3 separate regions of the Mus musculus genome follow, and all the other regions are linked to region 1. A link is a contact called in public HiChIP or PLAC-seq data. All regions are on one chromosome and are shown on one strand. Each heading gives the region's core, a stretch centred on a gene start, on an enhancer-like site or on the middle of the called end of the contact. The rest is flanking DNA. Distances are from core to core; before and after follow the strand shown.

The links. HiChIP or PLAC-seq counts read pairs in DNA pulled down with a chosen protein or histone mark.
Region 2: a contact with region 1 is called in an H3K27ac HiChIP or PLAC-seq map of embryonic stem cells, with 31 read pairs. The contact joins two enhancer-like sites. A contact is called at or near these places in 2 of 484 Hi-C or Micro-C datasets (embryonic stem cells and nephron progenitors) and 6 of 115 datasets of contacts at active chromatin or transcription factors (embryonic stem cells and epiblast stem cells).
Region 3: an H3K27ac HiChIP or PLAC-seq map of embryonic stem cells shows a contact between it and region 1, with 9 read pairs. The contact joins two enhancer-like sites. A contact is called at or near these places in 1 of 15 datasets of contacts at CTCF or cohesin (the NIH/3T3 cell line), 2 of 484 Hi-C or Micro-C datasets (bone marrow-derived macrophages and embryonic stem cells) and 3 of 115 datasets of contacts at active chromatin or transcription factors (the NIH/3T3 cell line and embryonic stem cells).

The regions. Positions count from the first base shown.
Region 1 is chr2:77,335,556-77,338,255 of GRCm38.p6, reverse strand. It overlaps the pseudogene Gm13649. Among named protein-coding and RNA genes, the nearest start is that of Gm35317, 13 kb to the right of the region's middle. Within about 2 kb of position 1,250, at least 22 of the 459 cell types and tissues checked have an H3K27ac peak or open chromatin away from gene starts, as enhancers often do. A contact at or near this core is called in embryonic stem cells and epiblast stem cells, where this site is marked.
Region 2 is chr2:77,145,574-77,148,273 of GRCm38.p6, reverse strand. All of the region lies in intron 2 of Ccdc141 (coiled-coil domain containing 141), which reads left to right. Among named protein-coding and RNA genes, the nearest start is that of Gm39861, 17 kb to the left of the region's middle. Within about 2 kb of position 1,368, at least 16 of the 459 cell types and tissues checked have an H3K27ac peak or open chromatin away from gene starts, as enhancers often do. A contact at or near this core is called in embryonic stem cells and epiblast stem cells, where this site is marked.
Region 3 is chr2:77,114,886-77,117,585 of GRCm38.p6, reverse strand. The region is part of intron 5 of Ccdc141 (coiled-coil domain containing 141); the gene reads left to right. Among named protein-coding and RNA genes, the nearest start is that of Gm39862, 46 kb to the right of the region's middle. Within about 2 kb of position 1,380, at least 5 of the 459 cell types and tissues checked have an H3K27ac peak or open chromatin away from gene starts, as enhancers often do. A contact at or near this core is called in embryonic stem cells, where this site is marked.

The DNA of each region.
Region 1 (2,700 bases), core at 1-2,500:
GCAAGATCCCACCCAGCTATGCTTACAAAGGCAGGTAGATTCCTGAGTTCAAGGTCATCCTGGGACAGAAGGAGTTGAGATCAAGACCCAGGCAAGGTAGGAATGGTAATTTCAGGTGTTTTTGGTCTCTTTCTGGAGTCACAGGATGCTGATTCATGGGATAATCAAAAGGGAACGTGGGGTAGTGGCTGAATTAATGTATAAATAAAAAGACTGGGCTTTTGATATGCAAATGTTGAGCTATTCAGAGAAGTTTTAGAATAACAAGAAAGCTGTGTAAGCAGACTGACTGAGATAAGCTGTTGGCTTGGACCCTTGATTTTACTTCAAGTCATTTATTTCACCACTCTCAAGCATTCCTTCCTCAAGATCATGACTTAGCCAAGGGTGGACCTTGGCAAAGGAGTCCCTGCTTGGAGATTTCCAGAACACTTAGACACCTGTTGGACGTGCAACAGTGCCCTGGAATGAGAGCCTAAATGATGGCTGGCCTTCATGAAAGGTCATATGAACTATGGGAAGTTTGTAGATACTCAACTTGCACTTTAATTCATACCCACTGAAACGCCTGTGGGTGCAAATAGCAAAAACTAACCCATATCTGGGATTTGGGGTTCAAAATGCTAAAATCCTGATGAATGGGGAAGGCACAAGTCTCTTTCAAGTCATAAACTCTTAAAAGGCAATCCTTTGAGTCTGTTTCCTGTGAGACACCAGAATGGCATCTGGCATCACAAGATGGTTGCAGCTGCTCTAAGGCCACATGGTTCAAATTCACTTCCAAAGGAGAGAGGCAGACTCCTCCCACTTAGCGTCCAAGGACAGTTCTAGTGACAGTTACTAGTCCGAGTGACTGGACTACCATGCCTGATCTGGGTTCACCCTGGCAGGGTATAGGGGAATGAGGGGAAGTAGTGAGGATGTTTGGTAGATAATGTTGCAGACCTTTACTAAACCTAGCTACATCTCAGAATTTAGACATCAGGAACAGTTTAAGTCAAAAAAAAAAAAAAAAATCAACTGCCCAAAACAACCTAATTATAATTTTCTTTCCATTAGCTGTTATATAATAAAATTATTTTCAAATTATCCGTATCATTTTCTCAGAGCTAAGAGTTAGTCAGATTCATTTAACCTGTATCAATATTACTATGTAGCCTCCCCCCAGCCTTGAGCAGGCTGTCTCAGACCTGTTCGGCTGCTGTGAATAAGACCACCTAGGGTGGAGTCTTCACACCTAGATAGGTCTATTGTTCTGCCACCTCTGCTCTTTTCTCCAAGACACCTGATACCTGCTAAGAGGCTGAACCTGTTCTCCTGACACTATCCTTATGTGGTGGGGGATGGGATTCCACCACCCCACCCCCCTTATAAGCTCAGACTCTTAAGTAAACTTTGGGTCTTGATCAGTATCTTTGTCTTGGTCTCATTATTCCTCTCGCCATTTTCTCTCATGCAGCCCCAGCCTCCCTCTCAGGAGCCTGGTTCCTGTGGCTGTGGGCAGCTAAAGTACTGTATTGGTGCTGCTTAGAGATAAGGTCTGAGATCTAGCCCAACCTAGTCCAGAATTTAGATAGTTTTTGCCACAGCCTAAGGACAATGCTTTTGTTTTATTTTTTTTTGAAAGAAAAGCGATTTTATTAAAAAGTAAGAAAATATTAACTGTAACATACAAATGTGTAAAAATAAGAATATTTGCGAGTAGTGTGGGAAGTTCTGTTTTAGACAAATTTTCAGTTACTCGGGAGCTAAAATGCTGTAGTGAACTAGAGTTGTTTAATTGGCATTTTAGAGACTAAGCATATTTTCTGTCTGTACTGTCCCATTGGAAGTAGCTATGGTCACCATGGACCTGGGGAATCTTGAAGCTACTGAGATGAGCACAGAATTTTCATTTTTCTTTTATTCTAAGGAATTCAAACTTTTATATAAAGTGCTATTTGGCACTAGTGTCTACCCAACACAATGTATAAAGAATGCTTTGTTTTTCAAATTTCTTCTTAAAACTAATCTTTTTTAATGATAGAAAAAGGAGAGGTCCAGAGTTATGGACTCATTGAAAGAACTTCAACATCCAACCACAGCAGCACTTCCTGTGTTCCGTGGGTTTTTAGTTTTATACCATGGTACCTGTCATGAGGAGGCCATATTGATCCTACAACATCCCTGAAGATTAAAAGAGAAATTAAGAAAATGTATTGGTACATTTTCAAATAAATATGGAGTCATTATTTATCTAGCAAAAAAAAAAAAAAAAAATCAACAAAAGGGAGATGGGACCAGAGCACAGGTTAGTCCATCCAGGCATTCAGCGTCCTGGTGGTAATCTTGTCTTTCTCAATGATACCCATGCCTGACACAGCATCCCGGTCCACTGCATTCAGCATGGCCTGAAAAATGGTTTCAGATAGGTGTTCTGGATCCATGTTGGGCTCCCAGAGAGACTAACACATCCCATACATTTGTTCAGAGCAGGTACCACTGACTACGAAGTCATCAGTCACCATGGGACAGTCAATGAGGTCCAGAGAGCAAATGAAGGGCTTAAAAGTCTTTGGGTCCAGGCCAGCAGTGACAGGCTCTGTGTAGTAGGTACCAAACCGCTTCTCATACAGGAGGTTGGCTACCCATGCTCATGAGGGTGTAAGGCTTGATCTGCCGACCTTCTTTCAGCTCATACAGGTTCAGTTGGAACTTGAG
Region 2 (2,700 bases), core at 119-2,618, 190 kb after region 1:
GGTGACTACCACCAACCAGCCATACATAATAGGTTTTTATAGCCAGAATCAAGAGATGGTGTGTTATTTCTCATTCTTCAATATTTTGAAGTCAGCAAGTTGTCTGCATATAGGATTTGCACTCAAATTCAGTGTGTCTTACAAATGAAGGTCTAAGGGACAGAAGGAACAATGGAAAGCATAGGTCTCCTGTAAGAGGAATCCTGTGATTTCCATGTATAACTCCAAATATAACTCTTAATAGACTTATATTTTCATCACTGTTAATAACTGTGATAATGCTATGTCGCTGACTTATGGATAGCTGAACTGTGCTAAGTGATGCGGCACACACCTGACCATGTGACATCTCATTTTAACAGTACTAAGAGGAAAGCAATCTTAATGCGTATTTTCCAACTGTGAAAACCTGAGGCTCAGTGATTATATAATATGTAAGAGTTAGTAAGCAGTAGCCTCAGTGTGATTTGGGGTGAATTAGAGAGGTACCTCCCCTGTGTTTACGTCCTCCTGGGTTTCTATCCAGGCTCATTCTGAGCCACACATTCCACTATCAGAGTCATTCTTTCCGATTATCAAGAAAGGACTCTGACTCTGAGTAGAGAAACACACACTTCTGTTGCCTTTTCCCCACTCTCCTCTTATTCTGCCTCCATGTTACCAGAAATTTTAGGGAAAAAGCTTGTTCACCCTGGCAGCACCAACAAGCTAGGCTCAGCCACAATCCACCATACCCAAACTAAAAACATATGTAATGGCAAAAGCCAGAGAAAGGTGATATAGCCAATGTGGCCATTGTTGTGGTAAATCTCCAACCCAAATATGCCCTAGCAATGAAAATACAACTCAGTTAATATGAATTCATGCTGTGTGCCTAGACTGGGCAGATCTACCACTACACTACCATTTTCCACAGCTTATGAGACCCCTTAGAACTTGTGGTTTCTCCGGGCCATGTGCTTCTGCTCCACTTTTCTTCTTCCTCCTCTTCTGCATTTTCTCCTTCTTCTCCCCCTCCTTTCAGCTCCACCCTCCCTTTTGTCTGCCCAATCATCAGATCTCCTTTATTTTACAAATTAAGGAGGGAAGCAGGTTTACAGGAAATTACCTGAGTGCTGACTCATTCCTTGCTTGCAGCCACTCACAGGATAACAGAATTAACATCAAATATAATTAGCCCCAGGGCTATCCACAACAGGCCAAAGACTGGGAAAAGAAGTGATTCAAGGGGTCGAATGAATGACCCCCATGTCTATCTTCAGGGGACACTGGCATAAGATGTAGGTTTGAACAAAGGGTAAAAGGTGCGCATACCTGAGAGCCTGGATGACCATTGGTCCTGCCCATCATTGACTTATGGCTGTCCAGCCAACCACTATAGTCTCCTGAACTCGGTGGAATCCCTTCTTTTGATTCTTCTTCCCAGAGCATGAGATGTGTGGGGAACTTTTAATTCCTTGGGTTCTTTTGTTTCAGAACTCTGATAGTGGGAGGGAAGGATGCATGCATCCCTTTATCTCTTCTGTGGCAGGGTGGGAACACTGTGACCTTCAAGTCATTTTTTTTTTAAACCAAAGCTGGCTTCCATTTAAAAGAGTGGAGATAGTAATGTATATGTTTAAAGAAATAAAGTCCTCAAATTTAAGCTTTCTCTGTAGTAGCATTGCTAACATCTGCCAGCATGTGGGAAGAATTTGTCAAGACTCTCAGGCTCTTCCTCACTGCCCTGAACCACCATGCATTTGCTTATTTATTCTACAACAGTTAAAGCTTCTGCAGCTGCCGCCAGAAAGCGCCAAAACCTTGATCTATAAGCAAACACTGTACATGCCCAGGCAGTACCCCCTGAAGTCTTACCAGCGAAGCAGGAGGAAAGAGTACAGAAGCAGCAGCCAGAGTCAATGCTGAGACTGCTTTCTTGAACATTCTATCATTTTGGTTACACAATAAAGAGCAATATGATCAGGGGTCTTTTCCAGGAGAGGGAACCAAACCTCAGAGATATTAAGGGGCTTCTTAGCTTCTGTCATCTGAGAATTCAACCTAGTTTGTCGTGGTCTTTCTATCATGTTCTGTCCCAGAGCTTCCTGAACAAGCTGGACAAAGAGGTCTCATCATATGGAGACAGAGCATTTGATGCTATGGAAAGAGAGATAAGGACTTCTTATTTTCCAACCTGAAAGTCTGCCCTAAGCCTGGCCTAGCATGGCATATGCTAGTGTGCAGGTTCTTAGGGGCTGGGGTATAATTGAGAGTACATGTGTGAGACCATCACAGAATGATACAGAACTCAGCAACTCAACTATATAAAAGTGATGCCTTCAGCTTTGAGCTTTTAAGCTTCTTGGATGGTTGAAGAGAAGGAGAATGTCTACTGGCATTTGCAGCTTGGAGTTGCCATCTAAGGAACTCTGGATTCTAACTGGGAGAGGAAGAATGTCTTCATTGCTAGTCAATATGAAGCCATTTCTCATATCAGACCTATTCAAATCATCCTCCCAATCGAGAGCTGTCCTGATCTATTTGAATGTCCATTATAATCAATATTGATTATGAAAGTATGATCTTCTACTGGAGAAGATTCATTCTACTTTTGATATGAGGCAAGGTGTAAAGAGGATAGAAAGGAAAAAAAATGGTACATAATAGCTTATCAGTAACTTTGCTTTCCTGTGTGCTGCTAAATACTTTTCTATATGA
Region 3 (2,700 bases), core at 131-2,630, 220 kb after region 1:
GATGTCAAGGGCATCTAGGAGAATTAAGATGGGGCAGGCACTCTGCTTTTAATACCCAGGGTGCACCTATGTATATTTGTGTAAGTTTTTGCAGGGCGGGGAGGGTAACAGAATTCACTGGGAAGGTTTTATGGTTCATAAATTGAGGAGAGTGCAGCCATTATCAGACACTATCTTCCCTATTAGCTGCAGCCAAGATGGCGTCTGAGATGCCCTGTGGATGCGTAGCTTCGATGCGTGGAGTCTTGTGCCTATGAGGCATCCGCAAGTCTTGTTTGTGTATGAACACACACTTGTGTTTATTTGTGTGTTTTCTGGCACATGCCGCTGCTTTCTCATTTACTTTAGAGTCTGAATGAATGACCAGCTTAAGTTAATATGACACAGCATAGGCAGGGTTAAGAAGCATAAAAAAATTATTCTTTAAATACATAAAGGCTGTATATAAGGCAAAAATAGGGGGTGTGGGGGAGAGTTATAATTAGCTTGGTGATATTGGAATCTGAGAGTTTGGTCCAATAGCAGACATAAATAACAATCCATATGTAGTTTAAAACTTATCATAGACTTTTATTTTGGCACATTGGCTACGTCTGGAATTCTTTTTTAATTCCTTGTTAGCAGGAAATGTAAAGTATCGTAATGTTTATAGGAGAAGCTTGTAGTTCTGAAAGCGATAGGTGTTTGCTGATTAGAATGCATGCTGATCATCATTGCTTTCAGTGTGGTCAAGGGCTACAGCACAGGGATTCTGGGGCAGAGGGCACGGATACCTTTCTAGGCTTTTATACTTACTACCAAGGTTATTAGTCTCTGTGTACTACTTTTCTTTGTGTAAAATGAGGCTAATAATGGTAGCTATCTATCCATTTCTTACAAAAATAAAGCCATAATTATGTGTGAAAATATATGAAGTACATAGTGTTTAGAGCAAATCTTCACGTGTTCACTCTGTCATTTTCGAGCTACAGTAAGAGCTGGCACGAAGCTGTATTTTAGCCAGATCCCAGCTCGTGTCTAAACTGCTGGATGTGTTAGCCTCACCCTATGTGCAAGAGAACAGGAGCAGCTGGGCATCCGGCCTAGTTCAAAACTCATCCTTCTCTGCAAAGTAGTTAAAAATCAACTTCTAGTGCTGTGAAGAGGCACCACAACCAGAGAAGCTTATAAAAGAAAGCCTTTAATTGGGGCTTGCTTACAGCTTCAGATGGCGAGTTCATGGCCGTTATGGGAGGGGATCGTGACCACAGGCAGGGATAGTGCTAGAGTAGTAGCTGAGAGCTTACTTCTGATTCATAGAAACTAGAGGGGGAATAGAGGTGGCCCTGGCCCTGGCTTTTGAAACCTCAAAGCCCATCCCAGGTGACATACCTCCTCCAACAAGATCACATCTCCTGATCCTTCACCTCCTGGGAAGGAAGCCTTCAATACTCAAACCAATGGTGGGGTGTGGTCTTCTCATTCAAATCTGTAAACCAATGGTGGGGTGTGGTCTTCTCATTCAAATCTGTAAACCAATGGTGGGGTGTGGTCTTCTCATTCAAATCTGTAAACCAATGGTGGGGCGTGGTCTTCTCATTCAAATCTGTAAACCAATGGTGGGGCGTGGTCTTCTCATCCAACCTTCTGAACTTTGTCTGCCTTTGGGCTAGTTCTTTAGCTCACTTATTATACTTGTTATGTTTGACCATAAGTTCATTAAATTCATTTGGTCACTTTCATGGATTACTCATATTCAGTCGTGCTGCAAAATATTAAATGAAAAATTCCAGAAGTAAATAACCCAAAACTTTAACACTGTTTACAGTATATTATTATAGTAGTTCCATTTGGGGTGTGTATATTTGCGATGGGGAAGTTCTTCTAACAACTACGGTTAGAAGTAAAGCTGTATATGAAATCCATCAAATTGTCTAGCTTAGGAATAGGGACGGTGATGTGAGAGTCAAGCTGTGGTCTTAGTTCTATTGTCTCTCTATCTCCACACAGGGGTGCAGTTGGACTTCCAGGTTCCTAAGAGTGTGTCTTAGTTACAGTTACATTGCTGTGACAAACATGACTAAAACAACTTGGGGAGGAAGGGGCTTATTTGGCTTATACTTCCATATCACTGTTCATCATCGAAATAAATCAGGGCAGGAACTCAAAGCAGGGCAGGAATCTGGATACAGGTGCTGATGCAGAGGCCATGGAGGGGTACTATTTGCTGGCTTGCTCCCCATGACTTGCTCAGCCTGTTTTCTTATAGAATTCAGGACCACCAGCCCAGGAATGGTACTACCTAAAATAGGTTGGGCCCTCTCCCATCAATCACAAATTAATAACATAGGCTTGCCTGTAAGAAAGAAGGCATTTGTTTGTTTGTTTGATTTTCGAGACAGGTTTTTCTGTATAGCCCTTGCTGTCCTGGAACTCGCTTTGTAGACCAGGCTGGCCTTGAACTCAGAAATCTGCCTGCCTCTGCCTCCCAAGTGCTGGGATTAAAGGTGTGCGCCACCACGCCCAGCAAGAACACATTTTCTTAAATGAGGTTCCCTCCTCTCAGATGGTGTTAGCTTGTGTCAAGTTGACATAAACTATCCAGCACAAAGTGGAACTGAGTTGTGTCTGGAGTACTATGTATTAGGTACCTTTAGCCCTGTGATTCACATTGTATAGGACTCTATCCCCTTTCCTCAATAAAGAGATTTTTCCATTGCT